3 separate regions of the Mus musculus genome follow, and all the other regions are linked to region 1. The links are chromatin contacts, called in public Hi-C and HiChIP or PLAC-seq maps. All regions are on one chromosome and are shown on one strand. The core of a region is the stretch at or near the end of the contact, and the rest is flanking DNA. Distances in the headings are between cores, read along the strand shown.

The links. A called contact is a pair of places that touch in the nucleus more often than the background predicts. HiChIP or PLAC-seq counts read pairs in DNA pulled down with a chosen protein or histone mark.
Region 2: a contact with region 1 is called in a Hi-C map of cerebral cortex, with 2.0 times the contacts expected there. The contact joins two enhancer-like sites. A contact is called at or near these places in 3 of 15 datasets of contacts at CTCF or cohesin (the NIH/3T3 cell line, large pre-B cells and pro-B cells), 31 of 484 Hi-C or Micro-C datasets (B cells, the CH12 cell line, DN3 thymocytes and 19 more), 23 of 115 datasets of contacts at active chromatin or transcription factors (the HPC-7 cell line, the NIH/3T3 cell line, acute myeloid leukemia and 16 more) and 4 of 9 other capture datasets (adipose tissue, embryonic stem cells, liver and 1 more).
Region 3: an RNA polymerase II HiChIP or PLAC-seq map of embryonic stem cells shows a contact between it and region 1, with 15 read pairs. The contact joins two enhancer-like sites. A contact is called at or near these places in 1 of 15 datasets of contacts at CTCF or cohesin (the NIH/3T3 cell line), 18 of 484 Hi-C or Micro-C datasets (8-cell embryo, the AtT-20 cell line, CD4 T cells and 6 more), 5 of 115 datasets of contacts at active chromatin or transcription factors (embryonic stem cells, epiblast stem cells and stem cell-derived neural progenitor cells) and 3 of 9 other capture datasets (adipose tissue, liver and pancreatic islet).

Annotation. Positions count from the first base shown.
Region 1 is chr12:80,165,779-80,170,077 of GRCm38.p6, forward strand. It overlaps Actn1 (actinin, alpha 1), which reads right to left. Exons shown (of 21, transcript NM_134156.3): 20 at 3,080-3,238; 21 at 1,764-2,702. The coding sequence ends at 2,544. Among named protein-coding and RNA genes, the nearest start is that of 2310015A10Rik, 35 kb to the left of the region's middle. Within about 2 kb of position 2,478, at least 235 of the 459 cell types and tissues checked have an H3K27ac peak or open chromatin away from gene starts, as enhancers often do. A contact at or near this core is called in adipose tissue, bone marrow-derived macrophages, cerebral cortex and 4 more, where this site is marked.
Region 2 is chr12:80,364,070-80,368,368 of GRCm38.p6, forward strand. It overlaps Dcaf5 (DDB1 and CUL4 associated factor 5), which reads right to left. Exons shown (of 9, transcript NM_177267.5): 7 at 1. Among named protein-coding and RNA genes, the nearest start is that of Mir1843a, 25 kb to the right of the region's middle. Within about 2 kb of position 2,317, at least 158 of the 459 cell types and tissues checked have an H3K27ac peak or open chromatin away from gene starts, as enhancers often do. A contact at or near this core is called in adipose tissue, cerebral cortex, forebrain and 3 more, where this site is marked.
Region 3 is chr12:80,329,832-80,334,130 of GRCm38.p6, forward strand. No RefSeq gene overlaps it. Among named protein-coding and RNA genes, the nearest start is that of Mir1843a, 60 kb to the right of the region's middle. Within about 2 kb of position 1,925, at least 71 of the 459 cell types and tissues checked have an H3K27ac peak or open chromatin away from gene starts, as enhancers often do. A contact at or near this core is called in bone marrow-derived macrophages, where this site is marked.

The DNA of each region.
Region 1 (4,299 bases), core at 1,228-3,727:
TCCATGCTCAGCACTGAAGGAGAACCCAGGTTAAAATTCTTTATCCTCAACAGACTAAAAACTAATTTACGGGATAACTTGGTGGGCAGGCACACTTTTGTTCAAATGACTTACGTGATCGTTAAAAATAAACACTGATGAAGGACCAGCCACCAAGTAAAGGCTCTTGCCACCAAGCCTGTTAATCTGAGTTTGATCCCTGGAACCCACGTGCTGGAGGAAAGAGCCAACTCCAAGTTATCCTGTGACCTCCTGATTTGCTGCGGTATACACACGACCCCTGTCCTCCAGTAAACAAATGCTTAAAAAAAAATTTTTTTAAAGCCCTGCTAAGGACATAGACTACCCACACCTTTAGAAACTGGAGCATCAGAATGCTTGTATCCTGGGTCTGAAAAACTTTCAGTTAAAAGACTTTCTTCCCCCAAAGCCTACATTTATCTTAAGATAATTTGCATAAAAATAGCTAAAAACAAATATCTCTGCCCTCTCAAGGTTTTGAAACCAGGACCACCCTACTACTAGTGCTTTCTCCACAGACATAGATTATCTTCCACGATTCCTACTTTTTTAAGGGTAAATGCATAAGTTTCCCAAGGTAAGAGCCAATCCCTCACCTAGGATATCCTCAGTGGCCCAGAGGCCAGACCAGACTGAGAGCTCAAGAATGTCCCCTGAACCAATCCCTACAAGGTTTCACCATAGACTTCTCTAGCTTAGCCCAGAAAGTTCAGATGGCTTTAGTCCCCCTAAATGCAGTTAATACTAAGGATTATCCTATTTAAAGAAAAAAATCTTAAATGTATTTCTTTAGTGTGTGCGAGCATGTGTGTGCACATCCACGTGTCAGATGACCACTTTTGAGAGCTGGTTCTCTTTACCATGTGGGTCTCAGGGATCAAACTTGGGCCTTCAGGCTTGGCGGTAGGGGCCTACCCATTGACCTACTTTCAAGTGATTCTCCCTTCTGAACAGAATCTTTAGATTGGCCACAGCCAACACTCATGCTCCATACCCATTTACCATCACTTTATAACAGCACCACTTAATGAATGGGAACCTGGCAAAGAGCCAGCCCACCATTTTCAGGAGGCACAGCCAGGGATTTTAAAACCGCCCCCAGGCAGAACTCCCCAACTCGACATATCTCTACTTGCAAAGTTATTTTAACCATGATCGCTCTTGCTCTGCTCTGTAGTCTTGGAAATTCTAACAACAGGCTCCCACCACCACCATATATTCTTAGACAACAAATGATAAATTGGAGCTTATCATCATATATGTTTGGATATGGGGGGAATGCTGGCAATCTGCATTGTCATTGAGTCCCTGCAATGACCAACAGCTACTATCTGTGGCACATTTTGGGGTCTCAAGGGATTGAATTCAGGGCCTGGCATAGGCTGGTTGTACACCCTGCCACCAAGCCCCAGTACTCTATGGAACACTTAGAGTAGGAAAGAGGACTACAACCCTGACACAATCCAAGCTGTCCCCTGCAGCAAAAACAAAATGGTCGGGGTCACAGAGAAGTCACAGACAGCCACAGAGAACCAAGAAAGCTGGGGGTTTTCGTCAGGGGCTCTTTCATGCGCTTGTTAGCTTTCCCCTGTACATAGAGGAGGCCATCTTCTCCTCTTAAAGAAGTGAGAATGTACCAAACCAGGCTCAGAAATCTAGAGGTGGGTGAGGACAGGTACCCCACACCATTCTTGACACAACCCACCCCCACTTCTGGAAGTCAGCCAAAGGAACAAGCAAAGTAATGTCACGGGAGTGTTGTTTTAATACAGTCTGTGCCAAGCAACATCATAATCTCCAAGTTTGTCCTATCTTTAATAGGCAATATTCAAAATTAAAAAACATAACAACTCTGCAGTCATAAAACAGGCCAGCCACACTTTTGAAGAGACTGAAAAATGAGAAGCCATGAATTATCTTCTTTGAAAAGCAGCCATTTCAAAAGGTTTTCTTTAATATCATAAAATATTCTCATGGACAAGTGAGCTAGCAAACACACATGCACCAATGTGCCTCTGATGAGAGTACCCACCTACCCCACCCCCAAGTGGGCATGAAATTAGAGAAATGAATACAGCAGACAGAACAGGTAGGAGGAAAAAACTTCAGTAAAAAGAATGGAATATAACTTTGTGCTTGGTTATTTTCCTATGTCACAACAAAAACATTTCGGTGCAAATAGTTAATTTTTCCTCTTTTCCATTTAAGACTGGTGGAGAAAAAAATACTTTTTTTTTTATAATAAAATATGTAGTTTTTTGTTTGTTTTTTTTTTTCTTTTTAAAATTTTTTTTTAACGTAACTTTTTTTTTATCCTTTTTTGCAGAAAATAATTTTGTAAACTGTCACTTTGTGGGCAGGGAGGCTTGATGCCGCCTGGGTCGGAGCTCTGCCCCCTTGGTGGCTGAGCTGAAAATAATGAACCCAGCCAGCCAGACTGGGCGGAGGAGGAGGAGGAGCAGGGTGGGGCGCACGCGCAGAAGGCCGGGGGTGGGGGGGTGGTGGAGGGAGGCAGGGGCGGGTTAGAGGTCGCTCTCGCCATACAGTGCCGTGGAGAAGGACATGTAGTCTAAAGCACCGGGCACGGAGTCGGGGCCCGCGTAGGGGGCCATTCTTGCGATGCAGTACTCGGCTTGGTCAGGGGGCAGCTCACGGCGCAGCTCATCCTCTGTGATGTAATTCTGCGGAGAAAGCATGGTCAGGGTCGGAAACCTCGGCAGCGGCCGGAAAGCAACGCGGCGTTGCCGCAACTATTAGGTCGTAAACTTGCCGGGAATGTTAAGTACCCGTGTTCTAATTTCCTCGCTCTACTTGATCTGTAGAATACGTGCGTGCATACATATAACAGAGACATCCGTGTGTATGTACATATATATATTTAAGTGCATATTATATATTTACAAGTAATATATCACTTGTATATGGTATTTTAAACACGTCACGTTTTCCATTTTAGTATCTACTTCAACTTCCTTCCAAACCTATTTCACTCGGACTTTTTCATTCATCCTACCGATTTACAGTAACCACCCACTGTCTCAGCGTCAGCACATCCTACCTTATCTCCAGCCAGGATCTTGAAGGAAGCCATGACCTGATCTGCAGTATCAGTATCTGCCGTCTCTCGGGACATAAAGTCGATGAAGGCCTGGAACGTCACTACCCCCAAGCGGTTGGGGTCTACAATGCTCATGATTCGGGCAAACTCTGCCTCTCCCTGGAGGAGACAACCAACCCACACCTGTCACCCTAACGGCCTACTGGGGCATCTCAAGTGTACCTCCAGCTCCAAGTTGCCTATGGTTGGAACAGGAGGCACAACAGACATCTGATCTGGCTTGGGTTGCCCCAGGGTGAGAAAGTGACCCAAACGTTGTGAGTCTCAGGACTTCCCACCCCCTGCAGAGCTCTGGGTTTCACTTACAGAAAATGATGGGTAGTATTAATTATAATGACGATAACTTCAACAATGGCTAACTAACACTCATACAGCATGTATTATATAGGCCAGCTAATATTCTAAATTCATCTTATCATCACAACTGAATAAAATCATAGTATTCCCATTGTATGGGAAATCTGAGGCCCAGACAGGGTAAGTGACTTACCCAAGGTCACATGGCTAGGAGGTAGGGAGCTAGGATTAGGACGCAGGCAGTCTAGCTCCAACATATGCTGTTTCCTTAACATGACAAGTGTGCCAGACAAGTACGCAGTCCTTGTGATCACTTTATTTAACTCTTACAACCACGTTGTGAGGTTTCCTCACTACATCTGAGACCACAAGCTTTGATAGCAATGTGGAATTTACGGAGTATACTTCTAGTCTAGCCTTTAACCCTGCTGGGCATCCCATGGGCTCTGTACTTGGTTCAGTGGACACCTGTCTATCCAGCTAAGGTCCTATCCAGCTCAGCTGGATGCAGAGGGGACAAAACAAGGTTAGCGAGAGGCCTGGGTCAAGACCGAGTGGTGGCAGGTCTGGATGGAGCTACTACCAGGGCAGAAGTATAAACCACCATTGTCATGTAAGACAAAGTAGAATTATCATTCTATAAACCTTGGGGTTGGCCGTCCACAGCTGGTGTTCACTGTGGGAGTGAAAAAGCCCTTTCTCCACAGAAAGTACCATAAGATAAACTGGTTCAGAGACCATGATGAGGAGGCTAAGCCTCCCAGCCACACCCTGGCCCCATGGGTGGTCTGGTTTTCAGGTGCCATCTTCCCCAAGGATGGCCATAAGGGACTCCCCCGAGGAGGGCAGTTCTAACCTAAGAG
Region 2 (4,299 bases), core at 1,067-3,566, 200 kb after region 1:
ACTGTTGGAACAAAAGAGACATTTTATATGTTATTTTATAATTGGAAAGACATATCCAATTACATATATCATTCTGTAGAGAGAATATTTAAAAAACGAACCAGGGCCATGGAGATGGCTGAGTGAGCAAAAGCAATCGCTATGTGAGCCGGAAACCTGTGATCCCTGATCCCACAGTGGAGGGGAATGGGGGAAGAATAGATCGTGCATCAAGGCTCCATCATTTGTGGCATCACCGTTTCTGTGCCTCTCTTCCTCCCTTTCTGTACATTAAAAGGTGTTTTTTTTTTTAACCTTTTCATTTATTTTATTTTTGTACATGCATACCATGCACTTGTATGGAGGTCTGAAGGCAACTTGCGGTTATTTGTTCCCTCCTTCTCTTTTTTTTTTCTCTCCCCCCCCCCCCCCCAATAGGGTTTCTCTGTGTAGTCCTGGCTGTCCTGGAACTCAGAAATCTGCCTGCCTCTGCCGGGATTAAAGGAATGTGCCACCACTGCCCAGTTTGCTCTCTCCTTCTACTATGTGGGTCCTGAGGAGGACAGCTCAGGTCATCAGGTTTGGCAGCAAACACCTTTACTTTCTGAGCCATCTCAACAGCCCCCACAACTGTACATCTTTAAATTAAAGGTTTGAGGGACAGTGAGAATTGAGCCCAGGGCCTTATACATGTGAAACACCATGCTATTGAATTATACCTCAGCTCCTAAAGTGTACTCTGTGTGTGTGTGTGTGTGTGTGTGTGAAACTGGGTATTGCTAAGTAGCCAAGGCTGGACTTAATCTTAATCTTGTTAATTCTCCTGTCTCACCTTCCTGGGTATGAAGATTATAGGCATGTACATATACACCCAGATCAAAACCTAGTACTTTTACATGGAAAAATCTCAGATAATATTTGTGTCACAATTTTTTTTTTTTTTTTAGGGTTTTCGAGACAGGGTTTCTCTGTGTAGCCCTGGCTGTCCTGGAACTCACTCTGTAGACCAGGCTGGCCTCGAACTCAGAAATCCGCCTGCCTCTGCCTCTCAAGTGCACGCCCGGCTGTGTCACAATTTTTAAAAGTGTAGAAAATAAAACTTAGGCCCTTCATAGAGATCTTTGAGGTCAAGTATCCTAAGGTTCTCTGTATCTCCCTAACATCCTGGAGCAGCAGGCTACCTCCAACCCAACCATGACAAGGACGTAAGTGATGTCTTTCTATGTGGCAGCTTCAAATCATTATTGCTAGGTCTAACCTAACTAATTAGACTCACAAATACATTGTGTTATGAGCAAACAGTGACAAACAGCACCTTGAGCACACACTTATTTCCAGATGTTGACAGACGCTGTAGCTCCCCGCCCTTGGGCCACCTTCTGCCTGGCTGCCTACTGCTAGCCTCCCTATCTCTGACAAAGGCTCTCCCTCTCCAGAGCATGTTTGCAAGTTGCTCCAAGAAGTGAATGCTGCACAGGAACAGCCCACAACCAAAGACTGCTGTGAGTGGGCCTGTGAGCAGCCCAGCTTCCTGTCCTGACATAAGAATGAGGATGTCTGTGCTCTATGGCTCCCCTCTCAAGGGCAAACTCAAGGGCTGGTAGCCATAGGCAGTCCTTGTCTTCCACACTACCCTGCTCTGCTGCGAACTGCATTTCCAAAGAATTAGCTACATCTGAAAACTGAACCTCTAGTACGGCAGAGGGAGGGAGCCAGAACACAAAAGAATCATCTACTAATTACACGCATGTATGCATGTATGTATTTATGCATGCATGCATGCATGCATAGAACAAAACTCGCTAGTCCATACCTCATTCTTTCTTGTTTTCTTTAAAAGAAGCCATGAACCTAACATCAAATTCCTGCTTCCCTCCCTCTCTGAACCTCACCAACCGAAATAAACAAAAAATGCATACTAAAAACAATACCACAAGGCTATACTCATCAGAAGTCTTACTTTACTGAAAGATCAGTATTTTCCTAATTGCTTAGTACTCACTGGGGCAGAGCCCAGGACCGTTAAAGGGGCCAGCTGTCCAGACAGAACGCTGACTCAGAAGACAGCCTTAGAAGGAAGAAAACATTCCCAGAGTTAAGTCTGCTGGTTCTGATATAGCTCCTCAAACACACAGAAAATGCTTGGAATGCTTTCAATGCTTTTGGGGGTAAAGCAAGTTCTGATAGTTCTTCTCCTTAAAACTCTTCCATCTACCAGGACTGATCATTTCCGGGGTGGTGGGGGTGGGGTGTCTCCACCCACTGACATCTAGCCAGACTCTGTAAGTGCTCACACCAACACTGGAATTACAAGCTGCCCTGAAGAATTCAGTTATGGCATTTAGTGGTTGGCTGTTGGATTCTTGCCAACATTAACAGTTGGCTGCCTGGGATACTGTTAACTGTGAGAGCCTGAAAATAAAATGAGTTCATTCTTTTATTCTTTAAACAAATATTTATTGAGTGTCTACTATGTATTGAGCACTATTCTAGGGAAGGAAAGAGAAATGGCGAAGAGAAAGCAACGCTGTCTCTGCTCTCACGGGACAATCATCTTTTATTGAGTCGGGTAAAATTATACACATATAATGTGGGAAAGGGGAACAATGTTAGGAACAAGAAACAAGAAATATATACGTGACGTTCCCAGTGGGGGCAAGCATTAAAAGAACAGGGAACCATCTAGATAAGAAGCTGAGGTAGCCGGGGTAGGTGGTTTCCATTTATGTAAGGTGGCCACAGAAGACTTCTCTGATAAAATGGCACTGTGAGCAAAGCCCTGAAGGAAATGAGGGAGCAAATTATGTGGTTATCTGGGAGAAGACTATTCCAAAAAGGGACAGAGAATTCTGGGATATTTAAAATATAAAGCAGCAAACTCTGTGTAATGGCTGAAACCTGTAATCCAAGTATTCAGACGGCTTTGAGGCAAGAGGCCAAGTGAGGAAGAGCCTAGCTTAAACTATAAAGAGTTCTAGGACAGCCTGGACTACAAAGTCACAGCACATCACAAAACAAAGTAAAAAGCATAACAAATTAGGTAGCCAATGAGCCTGAGGCTCCACTCATGCTGGGCAGGAAACCCCCTCAACTGTACTCCTCCTGACCTTTTCTTTTTTTTCCATTTTTTAAAAAATTTATTAGGTATTTTCTTCATTTACATTTCCAATGCTATCCCAAAAGTCCCCCATGCCCTCCCCGCCCCAACTTCTTGGCCCTGGCGTTCCCCTGTTCTGAGGCATATAAAGTTTGCAAGACCAAGGGGCCTTCCTCCTGACCTTTTAAAACTTGTTCTGAGACTGTGTCTTACTAGCTTGCCGGTCTGACCTTGAACTTGCCACCACAGGCCTTTGTCATTAGGCTCCACTTTTTTCAATGTGTGTAGAAGATTATCTCAAGTGGGCCCTGAGGTAGTGACACATTTAACCTCACCACTGGGAGTAGAGCTTCCTTTCCTAAGGTTGCCTCCTAGGTCTGGGCTGGATGAAACATCAGACTTAGTGAGGCCTGGCAATGGTCAGTGCTCACGGCACTGAAGTCCTGGTGTGCTCTCTGAAAGATTTCTGCTGTAGAAACAGAGACAGAAGAGCTCTAATGCCAATCACTCCCAAGAGAAATCTACAGTCCATGCTCTCATTAACATTCATAATCACTTGTACTAAACCATAAAGCTGAACTTCATAAAGCAGAGGTGTAATCTCTCTCTGTCTGTCTGTCTGTCTGTCTGTATTGGTTTCTCTTTCTTTCCTAATCACTGGGATTACAAGACTGGGCCACCATGATCCAGTGTTCTGCATGGGTCCCAGATGGTGTGTGTATTGGGGGTGTTGAAACTGGGTCCATTTAATCCCAGAAATCAGGAGGCAGAGGTAGCAGATCTCTGTGAGTTTGAGGCCAGCCTGGGCTACATAGAGAGACCCTTTCTCAAAGCAAACAACCCCCCTCCCCTCAAATCTCAGTTCTTAGGAGCCTTTACCTTATAAGGTAGAATAGAACAGGGAGATGCCAGAGGGAGACTATTTCAAATACAATACATAGGCAACAGTGTCTCCATTTCTCCCAAATACTTAGAACTGAGGAAAAGGAGAACCATATACTACCTTGGGGCAAAGGAGACATACTTTGTCTGGCTTTGGGCTAGAAAGATAACAATACAAAACCGAGCATGGGTTGTACAGTCTGTATTCTCCACAATCTTTTTCCAGCTAGTATCAAAGCTTAGCTGTTGTCTCCACAATGACTCATTTCACTGCTCACAGGGAAGTTTAACCTAATCCACGTCAGTACACAAATACTAACTTGATCAAGTACAAGGGCTCA
Region 3 (4,299 bases), core at 675-3,174, 160 kb after region 1:
ATCAAAGTCCAGCAAGGAGCAGGAAGTGACTCAGAATGGTGTGGGGCAGGAGACCTGGACCTGCTAGTGACGCTCCTTTTCTGCTTCATTCTTCACTTCCACTGAGGGAGGGCCTGATGTCCCCTCCAGGGGGTCAGAATTTGTACAGCAGGAAATGTCTGGGAAACTGTGTAGCAGGACCATTCCGTGCCTCACTCCCCATGAGGATGGACAGGAAGACAGCACCTGTAACTGCAGAGTTTGCCTTCACCTAACTTCTCTACAATCTGAGCTAGTTGCTGTTGGGGCTAGGAGAGGGGGAGGGGAGACCCAGTATCTATTCACAAGCTCTAGGAGGAAGGGGTAGTAAAAAGAACTGACAGGCACTAATAATGCTCCTCTCTGGTCTGGCTATTCTCTGTGCTAAGATTGTATTGAGCCAGTTAAGCACATGACCAGCCAGTTAAGCTGGCTGTATGGAGTTTGCCGTTATCCTCTAGAGCCTAGATCTTCTAGATTTTGAAGGTGGGAACTCTAGAACCTGAGGAGAGTGGAGACCTGATTCCTTCCTGTCTGCCAAGGCCTGTCCCAACCCTGCAGGAGACTACATGATCTACGACTGCATTAATGGTTGTAAGGGCCAATTTCAACTAGAACAGATGAGCTAGTAATCCAAAACAAAAATATAGCTTGGTTGTCTTTTTTTTTTTTTTTTCCTCTCTCCTAAGACAGGGTTTTTCTGTGTAATCCTTGCTGTCCTGGAACTTACTCTGTAGACCAGGCTGGCCTCAAACTCAGAGATCTGCCTACCTCTGCCTCCTTCCTTCCTTCCCTCCTTTCTTTCTGAAGGTGCTGAGAGTACAGATGTGTACCTCCCTTGGCTTTGTAAACCTGACCTCCCAGCCATTTCAGTCTTTAGGGTAAGTCTGACTCTTGCATAGGAGATCCTAGAGTCACACTTGCCATGTCGTACCAGCATCAGCCCAGCCTACCCTTCCTTCATTCCAAGTGGAATCCAAGAACTTACTTTTCTCACCCGGAGGAGGAGAGGTTAAAAGTGCAGTGTTTAGCAGGTCCATACAGTCCCCTCAGGAGTAACTTATCTCCCAGTCTTAGGAAGTGTTTGCCTACTGGACTTGAAACCAGGGGGCAGGGGCGGCGGGTGGTGGGGGATCAGTAGACATAGCTGCTGACTGGACTATCTCCATAGGTCTCTCCGTGGGATCTTCAAGCTGGGGGAACCGTGATCCAGGCACTGACTGACCTTTGTGCCAGCCAACTCTTTCCTGACAGATGTGTGGAATAAGACAGAGCTGAGGCCAGCGTCCACCTTTTGTGCTGATCCATCTCTCTCAGTGGGTTTAATCCCCAGCGCCACAACCCCCCACCCCCCAAACCGTAAAGGACATGAGCTGCACACTGCTCATTCCGGCTCATTTGAGAAGACTCAGTGTTCCAGAGCAGAGTAAAGCTTGGGCTTGCACCTAGGAAGACTCCTTTCCTCACCAGGCCTTGCTCCTTAAGAAAGAAAGAGAGAGAGAGAGAGAGAGAGGGAGGGAGAGAGAGAGAGAGGGAGGGAGGGAGGGAGGGAGGAAGGAAGGAAGGAAGGAAGGAAGGAAGGAAGGAAGGAAGGAAGGAAGGAAGGAAGGAAGGAAGGAAGGAAGGGACAGGGTCATTCTATGTAGCCCTGGCTATCCAGAGAGTTGATGTGTAGGCCAGATCAGAATTCTGCCTGCCTCTTGCCTCCAAGTGGCTGGGATTAAAGGCATGTGTCACTGCATGCAGCCATCAGGTCCTTTCTTGAACTTGAAGGGTCTTTTAGTCTCAAGCCCAGGCATGGGCTTGTAAACGGAAGCAATCAGGTTCCTATTCTCTAGTTCCTTGTATTTCCCCATGTCCTGCCCCTCCCCCTCAGCATGTTGATGACTTTTCTCTTACAGCCAACCAGAGCTGAGAATGTGGTCAGAGGTGCAAGCTCTTGGGTGTAGGGGGAGGGTGTCCCAAACTCAAGTCACTCTTTTCTTTTGTCAAAGCCTCCACCTGACACAAGCTGCCTCCGTGTGACCATTTGCAATCCCTTACTATTGCTGTACATTGTGATCCAGCCCCAGTCACACTTGATAAGAGTGAGGCCATAAGGAAATCATGCAGGAAGCCAGGCCCCAGAGACCACATTCAGGAAGCAGTGAGATCAGTTGGGAGCACCAGCCTTAGTGATCAGCAACTGAAACTCCACCTTTGAAATGGGACAGAAGAGGCTGGTGAGGGCTCTCCCCCTCTCTTGTAGGGTCAGCTCTTAAGGTCCCGCCTGCTTGGTGCTTTGTCTGCTGTATGACACTGTGTTCTGACCTCTCTTCAGGCAGATGTGCTTTACTGGAAACCATTTCACCTTTAAGTGTAATTCCATTGCCTCTTTTCCACCAGTAATGCAAACCGCTCACCTCTCACATTTCTCTGCCCTAAGAACCGCGGCCATGCTCCCACATCACTAATTCAGCTCCTTTACCACTGCAGGCAGCAGATGTGAGCTTTCCTTCCTTGATCTATTGATCTATCAGACTTCCTTGCTGGTTTTTATGGTTTAGCCTTTTTGGATGAGATACTAAGATATTCTCTCTTCTCTTCTTTCTCTTCTCTCCTCTCCCCTCCCCTTCTCTCTCCTCCCTCCCTCCCTTTCTCTCTCTCTCTCTCCTTCTCTCTCTCTCTCTCTCTCTCACACACACACACACACACACACACACACACACCCCTCTCAATCAACCCTGCATAGAAAACTGGTTAACTCTTCTTTGGCACATGCAGCGGTTTTCCATGGCTCCCTCCTTCCCAGGTTCTTAGGGATGGCCCAGCACCAGGTCTAAGAACTTGACCTCAGAAGCCCAGAGAGCTTTGGTGTCTCACTTCTTAAGGTCTAGGTCTTTTTCTAGTATTATTATATTAAAATTTTAGTTTAATAACATTTGCCACCCCTTATCTCAACCTTTATAAGCTTGTTGTGAGCAAGGATCTATGAGATCTCTATCAGCCATGTCTGGCTTTTAAGCTTCCAGCTCTTAGGGGTGGCACTACAAAGGGTCAAAGGTCTAAGAGGTCTCCCCAAAGGCTCCAAAGCAAGCTTTGCAATGTCTATGGTAATGGGGAGATCTACTCTCTTCCAGTGCTTGTAGGCTGAGACTTGCTGTCAAACAGTATTCTTTCTCTGGAGGACCTTGACTATCCATATTTCTGATGGACTGACATCCAAAAAGCCTTCTTGTGGGGCGTGCACATGGATGTCAAGCCAGCAAGCACAACAACAAAGAGAGGTGCCAACGACAGGAATACTTGTGTTATCATGTCATCCTCAGATATGTGCCTTAATGTACATCATTCTTTTTTACATATACACATGCATACAGATCCTATGTTGGTTCTCTCTTACACACACACACACACACACACACTCACACTCTGAGGAGCCTGAGGTTCTGAGTAGTTAGTTGTCAAAGATCTTGGCACACAGTCTGGCTCTGTTGGGCACTATGGTGATGTCTCAAAAACGATGTCTGAGTAGAATCTAGAGAGCCCTCTGATCCAAGCTTCTGGAATGGAAGGAGCCACATTTTAGAGTTGAGGGACCTATTTGACAGTTCCCAAGTGTCTAGGGTAGTTGCCTGAATCCTGTCCTTCACTCAGAACCAATGTAGGCTACACTTCGTGTTCAAGTTCGGTGCTATTTCCACTCCCAGGTCTCTTAGGAAGATAGTAAATTAGCTATTATTTAAGGTGTGGTGTCTTGGAGTGCTTAGAAATGCTGGAGCACACTGACTCTGAGACCCTGAGGACACAGTGGGGGCTAGGGAGGTTGCTCACCAGTTAAGAGTGCATACTACTTATGAGGTGGCTCACAACCATCTGTAAACTCAACCTTTAGGGGGATCAGATGCCTCTGGCCTCAGTGGGCAAGCTCACATTCACACACTCACATCATTAAAATCACAGGAAGTGTCATAAAAAAGGTAGGGGCAAGCCTTCAATAGTCACTAACCAGAGTGGAATGGTTTGTACAAGCCTGTTACTCTGAAATGCTGCCAATCACCACCATACTCGCCATGATTAACTATGCTGGTGCTCTGGTTAGCAGTCTCAACCCCTCCCTTTTCTATGCTATTTATGCATTCTAGAAGTTCTCTACACTTCTATTGACTTCAGTGATAAAGTTGGGAATAAACCCGAGGGTTTTGTTTAGTGACTATTCTGTTTCTCGGTGCTGGATATCAAACCCAGCTCTGCATGAGGCAGAGCAGGCAAGTGCTATACCACTGAGCCCCAGCCCCTGAC